Regions from separate parts of the Sus scrofa genome. Here region 1 is linked to region 2. Evidence: chromatin contacts called from public Hi-C data. All regions are on one chromosome and are shown on one strand. Each heading gives the region's core, a stretch centred on a gene start, on an enhancer-like site or on the middle of the called end of the contact. The rest is flanking DNA. Distances are from core to core; before and after follow the strand shown. Region 1 holds the start of TMEM186 (transmembrane protein 186). Region 2 holds the start of CARHSP1 (calcium-regulated heat-stable protein 1).

The links. A called contact is a pair of places that touch in the nucleus more often than the background predicts.
Region 1: a Hi-C map of liver shows a contact between it and region 2, with 6 times the contacts expected there. The contact joins the promoter of TMEM186 here to the promoter of CARHSP1 in region 2. A contact is called at or near these places in 3 of 5 promoter capture datasets (fetal liver and liver), 29 of 47 Hi-C or Micro-C datasets (adipose tissue, alveolar macrophages, blood and 15 more) and 2 of 2 datasets of contacts at active chromatin or transcription factors (alveolar macrophages and skeletal muscle).

The regions. Positions count from the first base shown.
Region 1 is chr3:33,891,105-33,895,060 of Sscrofa11.1, forward strand. TMEM186 (transmembrane protein 186) reads left to right here and starts at 1,411. Exons shown (of 2, transcript XM_003124605.4): 1 at 1,411-1,545; 2 at 2,565-3,956. The coding sequence starts at 1,543. The coding sequence ends at 3,200. PMM2 (phosphomannomutase 2) reads right to left here and starts at 1,368. Exons shown (of 8, transcript XM_021086654.1): 1 at 1,213-1,368. The coding sequence starts at 1,278.
Region 2 is chr3:33,832,243-33,836,114 of Sscrofa11.1, forward strand. It overlaps CARHSP1 (calcium-regulated heat-stable protein 1), which reads left to right and starts at 2,105. Exons shown (of 4, transcript XM_003124608.6): 1 at 2,105-2,206.

The sequences.
Region 1 (3,956 bases), core at 161-2,660, 58 kb after region 2:
GAGCAGCAGTTTGTGTCCGTAATAAAGTTTTACTGGAACACAGCTGTGCTAGGTCCACATCTGGTCTATGGCTGCTTTTGGATTTAGGTTGAATAGTTACTACAGACCATATGGTCAGCAAACACGGAAGTATTTGCTATCTGGCCCTTTGCAAACAATGAACTGCTGACTTCGGCTCCAGGCCACTCTGAGTGTTTAACAACTTGCAAGTGTGCACTGATTACGGAGTCAAAAAGGGCCTGTGGAGAACTTACAACTGTGCATCATCAGTACATACAGAGCACCTGTGGCTCAGAAAAGTAAAATGATACATCTAAGGCCACACGCATTCAGTGAGGAATTCTGGAGCACACCAGTGCTACCACCCGACCCAAACGCAGCAGGGTAGAGAGAGACTGAGGCCATTTAGCGCCAGTCTCAAGTTCAAATGGCTGCTCTTCTAATGTGTGCAAAGGGTAGGTCAGGGTAAGCTTCATCACAACGGTTCATCTTGAGACCTATCCGTGCTCGTGGCAGCAAAATCTGGAAATGGAAAGCAAGTTTCCAGGAGTCCAAGAAGGTTCTCGGCAGGCAGCCTGTGGCAATCTAGGTTTCCTCTATCACCCCCTTCCACTGCAAGGCTAGAGCAGGGAGTGGCGGTGGCAGCGAATACTTACTGAGTATTATTGAGCACAGTCTACCGTATGTAAGATAACTTTCAAGAACTTAAATGATTTCATCCATTCATTCAAACATCACATGGAACAGGTAGACGCCCCATTTAAAGCCACAGATGCTGAGGCTCTGAGGTTAACTAACTTGCTCAAGTCACACAGCTGTCAAGCAGAGACTCTGCTAGGTCTGTTTGGCCTGGAAACCTATGTCTTTCATGTCAGGCTACAGGCGCAGACCACAGGTGATAGGTCTGAAGAGGGCACACAAGCTGGTAAACCCGGCTGATCCGGGATTCAAACCCAGGGGTGCTGATGAGAGTCCAGAACTGCGTTTTCCAATCAAAGTTCCTTGCTCTCAAGAGTTCCTAGCCTGTCCCTTCTCTCCGAGGACCCTGAAGTCTCGAAAAGCTGGTGAGAGCTTTCGTCTCATGACTCCAAGGAACCCAGAGTAAAGTTCAGCCCCTCCGTGGGAGGTAGGCGGTCCTTAGCCGCCCCAGGTCGCCTACCTGGACGGTCATTACACCCACCGGGGAGCCGTAGGGAGTTTTGCACCGCTTACCTGCCTGGGAGCGGTCAGAGTCCCGTCCACGTCGAAGAGGCAGAGCGCTGGGCCGGGAGCAGCCATGACCCCAGTTTCCACGTAAACCTTACACGACTTACTGGCACCTGGCACCCGGCCCGGAACTTCCGGGTCCGGCCCCCGTGCCGCAGGGCACGCCGGGAAGAGAATTCCCCTCCCGCAGTGCCCGAGACTAGCGTCGGCTTTGCTGGCTGGACTACAGATCCCAGAATGCAGCGCGCCCCCACGCTGTCCCATTAGGGCGGAGGACACGTTCTCGGAGATTCCCGGAACGCGAGGGACTCGCTTCCAGCTGCAGGCTGCGGGGCCATGGTAAGAAGGCAATTGGTGGCAAGAAAGGGAGGGGTCGTGCTTTGGGGGTCGGAGTCAGGCCCCGGGCAGGCCTGCGGACGCCTTAGGTTCTGATTCGGAGAATCCGGAGGAGGGACCTCCGACGTGGGTTCCCCGCCGTCCTATGCCCCCTAGGTCACGTGGGCCAACTAAAATTTAGCATTCACCGTGCATTACTGCATTTAAAGGCTTTAAAACTGTTACCTTCTTCAGTATGTTACGGATACCCACTTTGATAGAGAAACCAGGGCCCAGAGAGGTGGAGTAATTTGCCCAACGATCCACAGCCGGTGACTGTAGGAGCCAGGGTTGGAACCCAAAACTGGCTTCAAAGCTCAAAGCACCTTTCGGTGCAATATTCAAGGTGTAGAACTGTGCATCTAATAAAACCCTTGTGCTATGAGTTGACGCCTCCATCCCTTCCTCCTCCATTCTATCCCTTCCCTCAATCCAGGCCAAGAAAACAGCGTTTACGTTCTGCCCCCAAGATGACGCTTTTAACCTAACCGAGAATTCTACAGTTATTATGATGATTAGCTAGCGGATTTGTTCCCCACTGGGACACTGATTTAGTTTCCTGCTTGAGGAAGTGTTCACACAGGCCGTGGATCCGGTATCCAGCCAGAACCGGCCCTCCTTGGGTATGTGCTGAATGAATGAAGCCTGCGCCTACTTGAGCTGCCTGGAGGAAAGAGGTTGGGTTTGAAAGTTAGACTGCCCTACTCCCTGACTGTGTGTCTTTGGGTAAATTTCTCACCTTCTCTGGGCTTAGTTTCCTCAGTGGTAAAGTAGAAGCAGTGGTTCCTTTAGCACACAGCTTCCCTGACTATCACGTGAGGTAGAGGTAAAGCCTCTGATTTCAGCTTTCTTTCCATCTCTGGCAATCATGCTGACCTCACCAGGCTGGCAGGATCCTCTGTAGCAGATGTTTTGCATGTGGTCCTTGTGTGATTAGCTTGGCTGAGTTCCAGAGAGAAATGGTCTCCCTGTCTCCTTTCCAGGCTGCCCTGCTCCGAGCTGTGCTGTGGTCACCAAGGCAGGCTGCATGGGGAAGGCCTTTCCACAGGCTGTGGCGCTGCAGTGGGCAGGATCCTAGGAGGTGGGCGGGGAGCAGGCCTCTGCCATCCAAGAAGAACCCGCTGGGCACAGAGACTGAGAAATTTCAGATGGTGTACCGGTTTGATGCCATCAGGGTCTTCGGGTACCTCTCTCAGCTGAAGGTGGCACAGACAGCGTTGACAGTGGTGGCCCTGCCGCCTGGCATCTACTGGTACTCCCAGGGCCTCATGACCTTCAACTCCCTGTGCCTGGCAGGCGCAGTTGCCAGCTTCGCGCTGGCCATGTTGTGCTGGATGAGCCATTTCTTCCGGAGGCTGGTGGGCATCCTCTATGTGAATGAATCAGGCACGGTGCTGCGGGTGGCCCACCTGACCTTCTGGGGCCGGCGACAGGACACGTACTGCCCCGTGGCCGACGTGGTCCCCATGACAGAAAGCCACGATCGGCCTCAGGAGCTGTTTGTGCGGATCCGGCAGTACAGTGGGAAACAGACCTTCTATCTCACCCTACGCTACGGACGCATCCTGGACCGGGAGCGTTTCATGCAGGTGTTTGGGGCGCTGGACTCACTCAAGTGAAGGACTGGGAGCCAGGCCGCCTGGGTCTCCCGTAGGAAGGCTCAGGGAAGGGTGAGGCTGAAGTGGGGAAGTCAGGCAGCTGGAAACTGTCAGGACCCCAGGGACTTGTCTTCTGGAATTGAGAAATTCACAAGGTAGAAGCTAGCAACCAGGTTTAGGAAAGAGGCCCTGAGTGCAAATTCTTAACTGCACTTATGTATGACATTGACAACGGCCAGAAGTTTCTGTTAAGAGCCAGATCTTGGAGGAAGCTATGCCAGGCTCGTTCCAACAGTGCACTGCTGGGAAATCAAAGACAGAGAGGTGGGGGTGTGTCAGAAGACCTGGGTCCCTCCATTCTCAAATCCCTGTCCTGAGGCGGGTTATCAAGTCTCTCAGATTGTTCTCACATTTTGTAAAGTGGAAAAATCCTGTCTCCTGGGATGGGTGTGAAAATAAACGATATCACTTAGTGCAGAGTTGCTAGTGCTGCAAAAGGCTTCTATGCCTGTGCTGCGCCCCCTGGTGGCCCCAGATCCGAAGGGACTGGGATGAAGCCTGGAGGTGGGTCCTTGGCGCCAGCCCCTCAGGGCACAGGGTCTGGGGTGGGGGTGTCCTCCAAGCAAGTTCACATCCAGAGGTCTAGGGGCTCTCACATGGGCAGGCTCTGCAACGTGATAAAGTCAGATGAGTGATATGCTGGAGCCGTACTTTATAAACTAAAGCTAGCTATATGCAGTGCCCCTGGTAATTAGTAATATGTTTACTACATAATCT
Region 2 (3,872 bases), core at 855-3,354:
AATCCAAGATCAAGGTGGTGGCCAATTCATTTTCTGGTGGAGGACACACTCTCCCAGGCTTGTAGAGGGCTACATTTGCTTGGGTCTCTTCTTTGTGTGGTTGTATTGTGGAGGAGGGGGACAAAGAGGAAAGGGAGACAGAAGGGGGAGAGTGTGTTTCCTCTGAAAACTGGGTTTGCTTCTTTTTTTTTTTTTTGCCTTTTCTAGGGCCGCTCCCTCGGCATATGGAGGTTCCCAGACGAGGGGTCAAATTGGAGCTGTAGCCGCCAGCCTACACCAGAGTCACAGCCACACGGGATCTGAGCTGTGTCTGCAACCTACACCACAGCTCACGGCAGCACTGGATCCTTACCCCACTGAGCAAGGCCAGGGATCGAACCTGCAACCTCATGGTTCCTAGTCGGATTCGTTAATCACTGGGCCATGACGGGAACTCCTGGGTTTGCTTCTTGGTGGGTGTCAGCCAAAAGATATAAGGAAGCTGAAGCTCTGGAGAAGTGTTTATTATTACCTGCATCACATAAGAACACCTGAAATCATCCTCAAAGCTGTGTCTTCCCAACAGCAAAATTGAGGAAGGTTTAAGCTAAGGCTCCACATGCATAGTCATGAAGGGGCTTGAGCAGAGAAGTCGGCATAGAACTGTGGCCAAGGTGGACTGAGTACAAGCTTTCAGTGACTGAAGTCACAGGGTCGACATCATCGTTCTTTTGCGGAGGAACCAAGACTGTTTCATCCATGATGAAATATTGCGTCTTTTTTTTTTTTTTTTTTTTTTTTTTTTGCCTTTTAATGCCGAACCTGTAGCATATGGAAGTTCCCAGGCTAAGGGTTGAGTCTGAGCTGACGCCACAGCCACAGAGATGTGGTATCTGAGCCGTGTCTGCGACCTACACCACAGGTCATGCCCACCCCAGATCCTTAACCTACCAAGTGAGGCCAGGGATTGAACCTGCATCCTCATGGTTCCAAGTGGGATTCATTTCGCTGAGCTACAGTGGGAATGAGCTATTGTATCTTGACTGCTTTTCCTTTGCTCCTGCATTCCTTCACTTTCCTTAACATCAATAATTTTCAGACCTGGCAATTACTGCAGGTTCAATCCCTGGCCTCGCTCAGTAGGTTAAAGATTGGTGTTGGCGTGAGCTGTGGTGTCGGTTGAAGATACAGCTCGGATCTGGCACTGCTGTGGTATAGGCTGGCAGATACAGGGCCAATTGGACCCCTAGCCTGGGAACTTCCATATGCTGCAGTTGCGGCCCTAAAAAGATAAATAAATAAAGGCTTAGATCACAAAAGGGCTTCTCATGTCAAGAAAGCCATGCCTGGTTCTTTTTCCTGGGACCCCCCCACTCCCACCCCCACCGCAAGCGATCTGCATATATGAAAGGCAGGCAGAGCTAGTGGGTTTCAGGAGAGACCCCCATGCTACCCCCAATCCTGGACCCTGTTGTCGCAGGACAGTTACAGGATACCTCCCCACTTCCCGCTGCCCCTCAACAGCCAGCCTGAGCCTTGATCCAGAGCTGGGCTCCCTTTCAGGGGCTGTTCCCAACTTGTTGTGTGTAAGGGGTTGATCACCTCTCTGTCTCAGTTTCCTCTCCTGTTAAATGAGAGTAAGGTCATTCACCTGCAGATACAGAGGACTCGAGGAGGAAGTGGAAATTAAGAACAAAAAACACAAACAAAAAAAGAACGAAATCAACAGCTCCCGTTTTTTTTTTTTTGTTCTTTCTTTGCATTTTCGTTTTTTTCTTTCCCTCCCTTTGGCAGCTCTCATTCCTTCTTGACATTCCTAGATCTCTTTCTTTCCGCTAAGACGGAGGTGCCCCGGACTCATCCGGATTCTGGAGCGAAGGTCAAGTGGGGGCCGGACCGACCCGGTTGGCTAGGGGAACAACAAATTCTCCCACTTTCCAGGGGCGTTTTCTGGCCGGGGGTGCAGCACAGGCGAGAGATCGGGTTCCCCCACCCAAGGCTTTGCGCCCGGCGATCCCGCCACTCCCGCGCGCAGACACAAAGGTCCGGTCCGGGCTGGTCCCGCCCGCCCCGCTCTTGCTCCAGCCCGCAGCCCCATTGGCCGAGAGCTCTGGGGGGCGGGGCCTAGGCAGGGGCGCCGCGAGACCGTCCCGTGAACCACGCCCCCTTCCCAGCCCAGTTCTCGCAGTTCGAGCGGAGCAGCTGGCGGAGCTGAACGGATCACCAGGTAGGAGCTTCTCCCGGGACCCCAGGAGGGGTGTGGTGGGGTGCCCCTGCCCTGTAGGAGGCCCAGGGATGGCCGGGATGGGACCTCGGCCTCTTCGTCAGCTGCTGCCCCGATGCGTCTCCCCTCTACAGGGTCTTCCGACTCTTCGGTCGGGGTCTCCGGGCTGGGTTTCTCTAGGCCCCTAAAAAAATACCCGGGCCGCCGTGACCTGTTTGGGGAGCACGGGTTACTCATCCTTCCTGGAGAGGGGTGGGTGTGGCAGCAGCTGGAGGGATTTGGGGGCAGACGTCAGGTTGCATTTCCCGCCTGGCCACCTGTTTTCTTCTTGCGGAAAAAGCCTTCCCTCCTTCTCGTCCTCCCCCCCCTCCGCCTGCCCCCCTTATCTCCCTCCCCTTTCGCCTGTGGGCTGGAGCTGAAAGGGGTGACTCGCGGTGCGCTGGGGCGAGGCGAGGGGGGCGCCGCTCCAGAAGGTGGAGCCAGCCCCCAGCCAGGCCTGGTCGCGCCAGCTGTGGACTCGGCAGTGGGACCTCCGCCAGGCCTGGCGGGGTGTGGGGGGGTATCCTGGCGCCGCGCGATTGGCCGCGTCTGGAGAGGAGGAGCCGCCGGGCGCCAGGCCGGTGCGTTTGCGTCGGGATGGGGGGCCCCAAGGCAGTGCAGAGAAACTTCCCCCGAGCCCACAGGCTCCCCTCCCCACCGGCCTCGCTGGCAGCCCAAGTTTTCAGGCCGGAAATGCAACGGTTTTTTTTTTTTTTTCCCCCTAAAAAGGAAGCCCCTGGCTCCCACAGCTTTTCTGAGGTTGGAGTGGATGTGTGTCTTGCGGGTGGAGGGCGCGAGACCAGCCCACTCCAGGCACCATCTCTGTTCCCACAGACGGGGGTGTCTCTTTGCAAAATAGGAAGCTTCCCTGAGCCTCCGTTTTCCCATCTGTAGGCTGGGAAGATTGTTTTTCCTACCCTAGCAGAGTGAGTGAGTGTAAAAGGAGATGGCGCACCCAGTGCGGGGAGAAACGTTAGCTATTGTCAGTTTTCACATGCCTTTTTGATATTTCTCCGTCTCTCGGCTCCCATTCTCGCCCCTCCAATCCCTTCGCCACCCTGAACCTAGAGGGAAGTTGTAAAAACAGGTTCAAGTCAACCCTCAGCTTAAAATCATCTCCTAATGTCGCACGGTTGTTTAATTTCCAAACTTGTCCGCAGAGCTTTCTGTTATCTCCTACCCCACCCCATTTTCTGCTGCCTGTCCTCCCTCTCCCTGGCCTTTTGCCCCTGCCGGACCCTCTGCCTGGAATGACTTACCCACGCCCAACCCAGTTTAGGACTCGAAGCAGCAGCCTCCTCAGGCCCGGGCCTCCTCTGAGCCCGCTCTGTGCTTCCGGTACTGGGGAGGTCTTGATGACCACGGCTTCTCAATGCTGGCGTGTCTGTCACCCTCCCCTCCATCCCCACCCCCCAACTGGCGGGGGTGCCCCCGTAGAGCACCAACAGGGCCCTGTAGCGTCGTCATGGAGCCCGGCCTGCAGCAGATGCTCAAAGGGGAATGAGCTGAGCCAGGCCTAGCGCGGGGCTCTGGAGTCCTGGGTGGGGTTGCGGGAGGGCTCCCTTGGGAGAAGAACTGGCCTTTCTTTGTCTCAGCGAGGGGCAAAGTCAGGGCATTTGGTTTGTGTCCC